Regions from separate parts of the Sus scrofa genome. Here all the other regions are linked to region 1. A link is a contact called in public Hi-C data. All regions are on one chromosome and are shown on one strand. The core of a region is the stretch at or near the end of the contact, and the rest is flanking DNA. Distances in the headings are between cores, read along the strand shown. Region 1 overlaps LOC106505263 (a long non-coding RNA gene). Region 2 holds the start of PEMT (phosphatidylethanolamine N-methyltransferase). Region 3 overlaps PEMT (phosphatidylethanolamine N-methyltransferase).

Region 1 (3,754 bases), core at 504-3,003:
CAGCCTCAGGTGCATTGGTGGGGGCGGCAGTGGAAGCCGGGTCCAGGGGGCCTGGGGGGTGTTTGCAGCCCCTGCCTGCTCTGTCGCTCAGTGGCGGGTGAGAGCTCAGCCTCACAGCTTCCTCCCCTCTCTGAGCCCAGGGGGCAATTTGGCAGCAGCTGCCTTCCAGTTACCTTTTCAGATTCCAAACAGGAGCTTGAGGGGGAGAAGGAGAGGGGGTAGAGAAGGTCAAGCCAGGGCCTTGGCAGCTGGGCAAAGCCACCTGCTCCAGCAGGCAGTGAAGTTAAAGGACCCCCAGAGCCAGGAGCAGGTGACAGCCGGCTGCTGCCCCTCCCGGGCCCCCAGGGCTGGCCTGCTGGGAGCCCCCTGCTCCGGGTGCCCTCCGGCTTTGACCAGCAGGAGGAGGGAGTGGGGGGCCTCTCCCTGCCAGGTGGGCTGTGTGACTGCTCTTCCTGGGCTCCAGGGTCTGCCCCTTCCTCTTGCCTTTCAGGCCCGGGGTGGTGCCAGCCCTGGGGCATGTTTCCTCTGGTGTGTCACCAGTCAGCCTCACACACCCTCCTGTGAGCGCCCTGACTCCTGCCGGACCCTGACGGCAGCGGCCCCCCACCGCCGGCCCTGTTGAGTGCGAGGCTGTAAGATCTGCTCCCAGGGCGGCTGGGTGGTGCCAGGTCAGGCAGCATCAGGCCTTTCAGGGTGGTGACCATGATGCCAGCCAAGACCAGGACTCAGGCGGGGGGCTGCAGGGTCTGGCACGACCTGCGACCTGTGCCTGGAGTTGAATTTCCCAACTGCCGGGGAGGTGGGGGCCGTCTTTCCCATTTTCACACAAACGGACGGACCGAGGGTCCAGGCAGCTGCGGAGGTGGGCGAAGCTCTGGGGCCTCAAGCCCACTTGGAGCCCACCTCCCCTGCTGACCCCAAACAGCCTGGGTCGGGGGCAAGGAGGCAGAGGTGTCGGAGGCGGCTTCTTGCGCACGTCCTGGAGCATGGTGGTGGGTTCTTGGGCCTCAGTTTCCCAGCCTGGAAGGAGCAGGCGTCTGCCCCTTGAGCCTTCTGACTGTCCCCACCCCCGCCCTCCCTCCCTTCCTTCCTCCCACTCGTTTGAGGACCCCCCTCCCCCAAGGCCGGGAAAGGGGACCGGGAGCTCACACAGGTGTGTCTGAGCCGCTCGCTCAGAGATTCGGGAAGTCAGGCTCCGTGCTGGGAGCGCGGCTGTTACCACTGTCCCAGCTTGGCACCTGGGGGAGGAGCGAATCAGGAACCCAGAGTCCTGGGTTCTGGAAAGACTGGACAGGGGGCCTGGGGGAAGGATGGGGCCCCTACGGACAATGGACACCCTGCTGGTCTCTCTGGGAGACAACTCTGCCAGGTGCAGTCTGCCCGCAGCCAGGGTGCCCGCAGCCAGGTCAGAGTCGGTCAGATGGAAGGAGTTGAGCTGGGGTGGGGGGTGCCTCTTGGGTCTGTGCAGACGGGCGGGGACCCTGAGCAATGCTGTCCCCTCTCTGAGCCGCGTCCTCTCCCGTCCAGCAGTGTGACTGGGTGGCAGCCGGGTGGTTTGCACCCCTCCCCTCTTAGAACTGCCTCTTCCAGCAGAATCTTGCAGGGAACCTCGGGGAAGCAGGAAAGCAGGGCCACGGAGCGGAGGTGCCAGCAGAGGCGGAGTCCCTCCCAGGCCCCGTGCTGTCTGGGGGCACCTGCTGGTCCGGGTGACGTAACTTGGCCGTGTCAAGGGAGGTTTCGTGTCAGCTGGTGCGGATCCGAGTTCACCCCATGCTTATCTGGCAACCTCTGGTGTCCACGGGGACACGCTGTGCCCAGGTGCAGCTGGAGGCCTCAGACGCAGTTGCCAAACATATCTTGGGGAAGAAGAGAGAAAAAGCAGGGCACAGCCGTCCACCCGCCACGGCCCTGATGTAGAGCCAGTCCTGAGGCAGCCACGGTCACAGGTTCTGGCGGAAAGCCCTAAGGTGGTGGCGGGCGCACTTACCTGCCCTGTGCCACCGCCCCAGGGAGAAACGCCCTCCCCATCCTGCCACACGTCTCTGGGCTGTGGATCCGCTGCTCTGGGGCCGGGAGGGCGCGTGCGAGGCGGGAGGAGGTGAGTGCCCCGCACACGCCTCTTCCTCCCTGTGAATCAATTCACTGGGACGCAGCTTCCTCCGGCTCAGGGGTCCAGTGAGGTTGCCGGGTTGATGTCTGTTCACCCCACGCCGGGTCTGGTGCCTGGGGGACTCTCCCAACACCCTCCTCCCGCCTCAGGGTGGCGCCCCAGCAAGGGGCCAGGAGAGCCTCGGTTTCCCCGCCTGTGCCCAGGACCCCGCTTCGTGACGCCCCCAGGGTCTAACAGACCCAAACGCGAGCACGTGGGTACCTCTGGGGCCAAGGACCCGCGTCGCTCAGGAAACACTGAGCATCTTAGAGCTGACGAGGGCCCCAGGCCTCCAGGGCTCCAGGATGTGCCCACCGCCAGCAGCAGGCAGGACTTGGGCCTCCTGCTCTGATCAGGGTGCTTCCCAGAGCCCCGCTCCTGGGGGCTCACCTGTGCCCCATCCCCCACCTTCTGCAGCAACATCCGGAATAGCAGTCACTCCCAGTCCTGCAGCCTCTGCCATCCTTGCGGCGCCAAAGGAGCAGCCCAGCCTCACCTGTATGTGTTCACACGGTCAGCAAAGGCCAGGAGACACAAGGCACCCTGTCCACACTGACAGCAGCGCGCAGAGACTCAGCAACACCTGAGAGCCGCGTGCGTGCAGCCCGGGCGTGCAACCTCGGTGTCTTCCAAAATCCCGGACTCGCAGCTTCTGACATGAAGAGGTGGTCTGTGCTCCGTCCCTGAGTCCGGCTGCACTGCCACCAGGCCCAGGGACTCCCCACCCAGCCCTCCTGGGACACTGCTGTTGGCTCCGGCCACCACCATGAGGAGGCCCGGGCCACTCGAGAGGCCACAGGAGGCGCTCTGCTGACCACCCGCTGCCCGTGGAGGCCTCCAGGCCTGGTCATGGCTGGGTCCTGGGTCCCGGGGAGAAAGGCAATGCTGAGCCGGGCTCACCACTGGCTCCCCCGGCAGGTGAGCATCCGCGGGTCTGAATCTTGTCTGAACCAGGAGCGGGTGAAAGGTGCGCCCTCTGAGAGCCGCGTGTGTGAGCCCAGGAGCTGCTTCACTGCCCCTGTTCCCCAGGATTTTCTTGCCCCCCAGTTTCTCTCCCACAGTCCTTTCTCAGTAGGAGTCGGCGCTTGCTCTGGCTTAAGCTCCTTCTTCATTCCAGAATACCCTGCGGAACCCCTCCCCCCAACTTCCGGACCAGCTCCAAGGGCACCTCCTCCAGGAAGCCTTCCTTCATGCCCTGCAACGGACAGCTCTTCCCCCGCAGTCACACTCTGCACTCCTGCATTCGCGGCCACGGTCCGTGTTTCCCAGCATCGGCGCCCCGAGATCCTGGGGGGACCAGGTCCCAGTCAGCCTTTCTCTCCCACTCGGCCTTGCCCACCGGGCGCCTCCTCTAAGGTTGGGCCCAAGCGGGGTTGTTTTCCCCTCTCCCACCTTGGGTTTATGCCCTGCAGGTGACAAGATGGGCGACAGCTGGGCTCAGCATCGAGCGGCATCAGCCGCCTAAGCGCTGCCCCACCCCCACCTGGGAGCGTTCCGCGGCCTCCCAAAGAGGACAAAGCAGCCAGCTGTTGGCATTTCTCAGGCTTGGGAAGGAAAAATTGCAAAGCACTGGTTTGTACGGCTACATCCCAACAAGCCTGGCCC
Region 2 (3,754 bases), core at 453-2,952, 85 kb after region 1:
CTGATCTCAGAGAAGAGGCCCCTGCTCAGAAGGGGAACCGGCGTGTCCGGATCTCAATCCCACCCCCCACCCCCGCACCAGCTCCTCCGAAAAGGCGAGCCAGCCTTATCTCCAACAGAATTTTGTTTCCAGGCTCCCTGGAGTGAAAGGCCAGTGAGAGCCCACCTCCAACACTGAAATGGACGAAGAATGTCACCTGCCCATTCCAGAAAACAAAGAATGTCGCCCCCATCCAGCCACGTGGCCCGAGGGGACTCGGAACGGAGGAAGAACTGGACACTGGCCCTCGACAGTTAAGATGCAAATCTAAGCAAGAATTTCAGGGAGCCCAGGCTCGTGCATTTTCCTGTGCAAAGAAAAGCGCTCGAATCGTGAGTGACGTGTCTGGTTTTTTGGGTGCCTAGCAGTCATCTTTTTTTCTTTATGCAGCAGCTCCTGTGGCACATGGAAGTTCCCAGGCGAGGGGTCTCATCTGAGACGCAGCTGCTGGCCTACCCCACAACCACAGCAACGTGGGATCGGAGCCACACCCGCGACCTATGCTGCAGCTTGCGGCAAGGCTGGACCTCAACCCACTGAGCGAGGCCAGGGGTTCAACCCACATCTTCACAAACACTGTGTCGGTTTTTACCCCGCTAGGCCACCCCAGGAACTCCCAGCAGTCATCTTCTGATGTGGGATTGCCCTGGGGGGGGGGGGGTCCCAGCAAAAACTCCTAGAGATCCCGGCCCCTCCCTTACTTCTCCCGACAGACCCTCAGAGCTGCTGAGGGGCTGCTTCCTGGGCTACAGTCCTCAGTAAGGCCCCCAAATGAAACAGAGCTCAACTCTGAGGTTTTTGTCCCAGGTCTCTGCACCTGGCTCTAAATCGGGACCCGCTGGGCTGGGGACTGGACTGGAGCTGAGACCTCTGGGGACTCCACGGAGGACGCTGACGCTGACAGGTGAAGGAAGTGGCTCAGAGGCGGCTCCGAGCGCGGGCGGGACAGCGCGGGGGCGGCGGGCCCCCGGCACCGGCCCCCCCCGCGCCGCCCCTCTCGTGCGGGTCTCGGAAGAGAAGGGGCTGCTCCAGCGGCTCCGGGCGCCGCCTCCCCGCAAGGGCTCGCGCAGCCCCGCCCCGCCCCGCCCCGTTGCCTGGTAACGGAAGCCCCGCCCCCGGCCCGCCCCGCCCCGTCGCCTGGTAACGGCAGCCCCGCCCCCAGGAGTCGGAGGCAGCGAGGCCAGCCGCGGACCTGGAGGGCCTGGCGAGCCCTCTCCCGCCCAGCGGCCGGCGCGGTCGGTACCTGCCTGAGGTCCAGGTTGCCGAAGCCCCCGCAGCAGTCGGGCGCCGCCCCCGGGTCCCGCATGGTCCTCGCTCGCCGGAGCCCCCGGCCGCGGGCCGCCTTGCAGGGGTTGCCGCGCGGGCCTCGCGGGAGCCCCCGGCCCGCAGAACCGGCCCCCATGGCGGCCCATGAAGCGCCGCCGGCGGGGCGCTTTCCCGATGACCCCCGCTTCCTTGGCCTTCTGGGAAATGTAGTCCCCGTTTCCGCGCAGGGCCGCGCTCCCGGGCTCGCGCAAGCCTCTCGCGGAACCGAGACCTACTACAAATCCCAGGGCCGCGCGCTGCGGCGCCCGCCAGTCCCGCGGCGGCCTCGAGGCCGCCGGGCTCGGTGTCCCCTCGGCCCCCGGCTCCCCACCTGTCCTGCCAACTGACCTGGTGTCCCTGTCCTTGGCCGGCGGCGGGCTAGAGGCCGGCGGCGGCGGGTCGTAGGCTTAAGTAGCGCTCTGCGCAGCCCCTGCGGACCTGGACTTTGGCCGGCTCGGCCCCCCGCCCCTCCTGAGGCTGCCTGTGCCTGGGGGCGGGCACTCCCCGCAGCTCCCGCCCCGCGGTTGGCGACCCTCCTCCACTCCCCCTCGAGCACTCACCGGGGCTGCCCTCGTTGTCGCCTGGGGGAAGAGCGCCTAGCAGGAAAAGCGGGGTGTGTTGGGGGGAGGGGGCTGGGTCGGATGGTCACCGGGGCCCCTGCCCTGGAATGCTTCGGGAAGGTCTCAGAGGGAGGCCTGAGTGCAGGAGGTGCCAGACATGCAAACTGCAGGGGCAGGAAGAGAGACCACCTGTGCAGGTGCCTGGAGACCGGAGGGGTCCTTCTGGAATCCGGAAAAGGCTGGAGTAGTGGTGGACGGGAGATAGGGGGAACGACGGAGTTCGGAAAAGTAGGTGGGGAGTTCCCGTCGCGGCGCAGGGGAAAGGAATCCGACTAGGAATCACGAGGTTGCGGGTTCGATCCCTGGCCTCGCTCAGTGGGTTAGGGATCCGGCGTTGCCGTGAACTGTGGTGTAGGTTGCAGTCGTGGCTTGGATCCCGCGATGCTGTGGCTCTGGCATACGCTGGCGGTACAGCTCCGATTGGACCCCTAGCCTGAGAACCTCCACATGCCGCGGGTGTAGCCCTAAAAAGACAAAAAAAAAAAAAAAAAAGGAAAAGAAAAGTAGGTGGGATTTTGGATGGTTTGGTCCCAAGACAGCCCCTTTGAGCTAGGTGCCATGTACCTGGGAAATGGAGATTCCCTTGTCTGGGATGGGAGCCCAGGCAGCCCCTCTGTAAAGCCAGCTCTCCCTGATTCAAGCCCACTTCTCACCCCTTGGCCCTCAGCACCGGCCGGTCTGGAGCATTTGTGAGCAGACCCGGTGTGCGGGCCCCTGCGGTGGCCTCCGCAGCATCCCTAGGATAGGCAGGCCCACGGTGAGACAGGAAGGACACTGGCCTGGGGGCGAGCACTGGCTCTCGGACTGCAGACAACTTTCGTGTCCTCGAAAGTGAAAAGGAAATACCTGTTGGTAAAACCCATCACGCGGACCAGTGGGAAGTGCTTAACAACCACTGGGCATGACTGGGCTGCGCGCACGGCAGGCGCTGCAGGACCGGTGTGCCCACTGACCACCGCTCGTCATGCTCCCGCTCAGGGAGTCCAGGCAGAACCAGAGCCAATTCTGGGGGGCCTGCCAAGGGGGAAGGGCCCCCAGCCAGCACCACCCACCCAGGCCCGTTTTCTCCCTGCCTACGCCCGTTCTTTTATTAAGCCAGAGAAATTGGGTTTTGTGTGTGGTTTGTCTGGGAACGAAGAAAGGTAAATGTCAGAGGTCACCAGAGCTGATGCAACCGGAAGAGTCCACTGCCATCCCGCACCCCCGCAAGGGGCACACGCTGACCACAAAAGCGAGACCCCGCTTCCAGCGTGAGCACAAAACCTGCCGCCAAAGATATTTGGGGGCAGAAGTGTTCGCCTGGTGCTTTGAACACACCCGGGCCTGAGCTTGCAGGGACGCCACCCAGCCAGCCTCTCTCCCGAGAGTGCTCTGCGGCATCCCCAGCAAACAGAAGAGTCACTTCTGAGGCAGCTGCTGCTCTGGTGGGCAGGATGTTTGCTCCCAAAGTCCCCCTTCCCGAAGCTTTAACAAACAGGGTTATCTCTCTCTGCCCCAGCCTCATAGCTCTTCAGATTCCCGGAGCCATTTATCAGAATGTCTCCTGTCGGCTCCAGGGCAAACATCTCCAGGTGACCTCTCCGCTGGGAGTTTGACCTTTGCTAGAGAGGATCAAAGCCAGCAGCCATTTCTTCTTTGCCTTCTCCAGCTCCCGCCCTCCCTCCCTCCCCTGTGTCACCGGATCTGGCTGCCTGGCTCCCAGCCATCACCAAAAGGGCTTTTATTACTAAAAATGAACATTTATTATTGGGTGGCCTTGGGGAAAACCTACACTTTCCCTACCGCTGAGT
Region 3 (3,754 bases), core at 924-3,423, 64 kb after region 1:
GGGTGGGAACTGGCAGCAGGCTCTCGGTGTGGAAGAGGGTCAGGGGCTCCCACTCTGGAGGGTGCTGAGCTGGCCCGGGGTCCTCGGCTCACAACCTGGAGGCCGGCCTGAGTCCCCGTGAGTTTGGGGAACGGCCTCGAGGCTGCGCCCAGAGGCGCGTGTCATCCTCGCAGCCGCTGGGGTCGTGAGGCTGACTGTTCATTCTGCAGCTTCCCCACCCTGGCCCATCCACCGGGCTGTTTTAAGGACAGAAATGAGGGGGCCAGGGGCGGCGGGGTGACCAGCAGGATGGAGCCTGGCCCCCCACTGAGGCTGAGGGGCGGTGGTTTTGAGGGCCAGGGCTGAGCGCCCTCCTGCTCCGGGTGCTGAGGGCAGGCACGACGCCCTCGGGGCGAGCGCAGCTGCCAGGGCCCGCAGGCAGTACACACAGACCAGCCGAGGCCGGGCTCCCCGCGCTGCACTGGGCACCAAGGGGACCGGACCAGCATAGCCTCTGCCCGCAGGGCCTCCAGTGTGGGCCGGCCGTGCTGGGGATGTGATGGCCAGAGAACGGGCACTGGGGGCATGGGGTGGGCTCCCTGAGGGCTGCAGAGGAGGCCCCTACAGAGGTGGATCATCCAGCAGGAACGTGTGACCTGCAAGGCCCCGGGCGCCCGTCCTGCCAGACCGAGTGTGGCCCCGGAGGCCAGGTTCCCTTCGGGACCTCAGGCGTGGTATTCGGCAGGAAAGCTGTGCCCACCAGAGGTTGCCCGAGGCAGCTGGAGGGACAGCGTGGTCGCTGGGATGAAGGAAGCCTCATGTGGGGGAGAAGGCGGAACCGAAGAGCCAGGGAAGGAAAGACGCACGAGTCCAGGGGCCGACGGACAGAGGCAGCCACACCGCGCAGACGGCGGCGGTTCCGTCCACGCAGCCAGCGCCCACCAGCCACAGCAGCCCAGCTGAGCAGCCCCGACATCCGCAGACCAGACTCAGGGGCTTGCGCCCGGGGGTCAGCAGGTATGAGGCTGGGGCCGCGAGGAGGGGAGAGTCCCTGAGGGCTCTACGGGGGCCACAGGCCCAGAAGATGGGCGGGAGGCCCGGCGGGCAAAGGGATGCAGAGGTGCCACAGGCCACATGCACCCAAATCAGTGGCATTGTCCAGAAGTTTCCCTGACCTCGTGGCGGGTCCAACCCTCTACAGCGACAGCAGCCGTGGCCTTTTTTAAATAACCTTTTACCTTTTGCTTTGAACCCTAGTAGGTTCCCATCAAGGCTGCGAAGACAGCAAGGGGTCCCCGTGAGCCTCAGGCCAGCACCCCCTTCCTTGGGCAGAAGCCGTGCTGTCCTTCCAGGTCTGAGGACTGGGAGGGAGGCACGTCCAGGTCACAGCCACATAGCCATGGCCTGAGCCATCCCAGAGGCTGCGACAACATGGAGGGCAGCGCGGGGCCGGAGGCAGCTGCCCCCCCCCCACCGCCCCCCCAGCAGCAGCAGCAACACAAAGGGCTGCGTCCTGATGGAAACCCAACCCCATGGCAGAGCCGTGCTGGGAACAGTCTCTCCTCGCTGGGTACAGCCTGGCTCAAGATACCGTGTTCTGTGCTAATCACCCCCCGCGGGAACACTGCGGGGACCTGGGGGGTGTCTGTGGCTCTCTGTCCCCCAAGGATGGAGACAGAACAGCACGCTCCCTGCCGGCAGCGCTGTCGCCCCGGGGACCCCACGGCTCCCTGAGCAGCTGCTTTGCAGACACCCAGCCGGGACCCATCAGGGATTCCCGTGGCTCTCGGGCCACACGTCACGCACGAGCCGCCCCGCTGGCCTCCCCGCCCACCCCCACCCCGGCCACACCGTCCTGTGACCCGGAGGCGCCAGGTCCAGCAGATCCGGGACGTGCCCTGCGAGCAGATAAGCTGGACAAGCACGTTTGCTTTAGGGCTGTTTACGGGGCAAAGTCTGAAACGAGATGCTCGGCCCCGCTGAGCCCCGAGGGCGGGACAGGACGTCCACACGAGGCCGAAGGGTCAACCAGAGCCCACCGAGCCACTCGGAGGGCAGCAAGGAGCCCCTCTCCCCTGCACGCGCCAGGCGCTGCTCCTCCCCAAGCAGCAGCCTTCGCTTCGACCAAGGAACGGCTGTGGGAGCGGGAGGGGGTCACGGAAGCTCCCGGGCGGAGGGCCCGGGGCCCAGGGAGGCATCCGCGAGGCCCTCTCACTGGCCACCTCTGGCCCGTCTCAAGCTGTGTCGGGCGCAGGCACTGCCCACATCTAAGCTTTGAGGGTCGTAACTGCAGAGACTGCAATCGAGGGACCCGGCCGGGGCGGGGGCAGACGGCGGGGGCCCGGGGGGAGCTCGTGAGGTGACGAGGGCCAAGCAGCTGCTCTGAGGCCCCAGGCCGTGTAGGAACCATGGCCCTCGCCCCAGGCGGAGGCTCACTGGCCACCATCCTGCCCAGCAGGGAAGAGCAGGTAAGGGGCCGGTCGGGAGGCAGATGCGGGCAGGGGACGCGATGGCCGCCGGGGGGGTGGCCAGAGCCGCTGGACAAGCACAGGGCACCCCAAGGTCCCCAGGAGGCGGGGCCTGAGCAACGATGAAGCTTCCCTAACAACCGGCAGGTTCACTGGTGCAAAGCAGTTCCTCCCTGGCGGGGCTGGGTGAGCCCGCTCCGGGACTTGCTGTCAGGAGACCTGCCTGCTGAGCTCCGCCCCTACCCCGGACACCGGAGGGTCTGGGGGCTCCGCCGGGCGGCCCTCCCCCCGGGGTGACCCTCCCCAAGGAAACGTGCTGGCCTCACAGCTCACGAGGGCGGAGACCCGGCTGTCCTCGCTCTTTCTTTTTAATTATCCTGCTGCTGTTTTGACACAGACACCCAAGGTCTAAAATTAGAGCACTGGGTCTCACCCCTCACTTTCCGAGCTCCCCGTAGGGGGCGGGGGCGGGGGGGGCACCGGCCGGGGAAGGTGTCAAATCCGCACTCAGGGAACAGGGCCTTCTGAACACACCGCTCCAGCCCTGCGTGGCCAGAGGAGCCCCTGCCCGGCCACCAGGTCCCTTCGGGGTCCCAGCCCCCACACCACTTCCAGAAATTTAAGTGTGAAGGTGCCTGGAGGGCAGGGGTTAGAAAGGCTTCGAGTCCCCACGCGTCCTTGGGACCAAGCAGCCAGAGCTGCCCTCTGTGCGGGTCACATGCAGACCTGGGCCAGAGATCGGGGTCAGGGCTCCAACAGCCCCCAGAGAGAGCGCGCAGCCAGGCCCCTCTCCCCCGGCAGCTGGGTGGCCTGGGGGCCGGGCTATGGGAAGGCAGGGAGCGGCGCCCCCTTCTCCTCACCCAGGATGGCCCGGTGGTCTCCGTGGTTGATTCTCCGGGTCCCTTGAAGGAACCAGAAGGGCATCGTGTGAGTCGGGGCTGTGGATTCCGTACCCGTCACGCCCACAGGGCTCCCAGGAAGGGCCCTGCCCGGCTCGTCCCACCGAGTCAGCCTCGTGGAGGACCTCGGGCCGCGGCCCTGCAGCCAACAGTGCTGGAGCTTCTGCCCACACCCTACCTCATCCCTGGTGGCTTCTCAGGGGAAGCTCGTGCAGGGGTTTGGCTGTTGGAAAAGGAGACGGCTTGGGGGACCCTCCCTTCACCTCCGCCACCGGCTGAGGTGCCAACTGGCCTCTGTCCTTCCCGAGCAGCCTGACAATCCGTGGGACCAACACCTACGTACCCCGCACCCCGCTACAGCCGACCGCCACGGGCTTCCGAGGCACCACTGTGCATCTGAGCACAGCA

What was found. A called contact is a pair of places that touch in the nucleus more often than the background predicts.
Region 2: a Hi-C map of liver shows a contact between it and region 1, with 3 times the contacts expected there. The contact joins the promoter of PEMT here to the enhancer-like site in region 1. A contact is called at or near these places in 4 of 5 promoter capture datasets (fetal liver, fetal skeletal muscle, liver and 1 more), 27 of 47 Hi-C or Micro-C datasets (adipose tissue, alveolar macrophages, blood and 15 more) and 2 of 2 datasets of contacts at active chromatin or transcription factors (alveolar macrophages and skeletal muscle).
Region 3: a contact with region 1 is called in a Hi-C map of liver, with 2.6 times the contacts expected there. The contact joins two enhancer-like sites. A contact is called at or near these places in 4 of 47 Hi-C or Micro-C datasets (embryonic fibroblasts, epiblast stem cells and liver).

The regions. Positions count from the first base shown.
Region 1 is chr12:60,962,985-60,966,738 of Sscrofa11.1, reverse strand. It overlaps LOC106505263 (a long non-coding RNA gene), which reads right to left. Exons shown (of 4, transcript XR_002337417.1): 3 at 1-3,436. Among named protein-coding and RNA genes, the nearest start is that of NT5M, 30 kb to the left of the region's middle. Within about 2 kb of position 1,753, at least 6 of the 83 cell types and tissues checked have an H3K27ac peak or open chromatin away from gene starts, as enhancers often do. A contact at or near this core is called in liver, where this site is marked.
Region 2 is chr12:60,878,315-60,882,068 of Sscrofa11.1, reverse strand. PEMT (phosphatidylethanolamine N-methyltransferase) reads right to left here and starts at 1,702. Exons shown (of 7, transcript NM_214365.1): 1 at 1,693-1,702.
Region 3 is chr12:60,898,965-60,902,718 of Sscrofa11.1, reverse strand. All of the region lies in intron 2 of PEMT (phosphatidylethanolamine N-methyltransferase), which reads right to left. Among named protein-coding and RNA genes, the nearest start is that of PEMT, 20 kb to the right of the region's middle. Within about 2 kb of position 2,173, at least 11 of the 83 cell types and tissues checked have an H3K27ac peak or open chromatin away from gene starts, as enhancers often do. A contact at or near this core is called in liver, where this site is marked.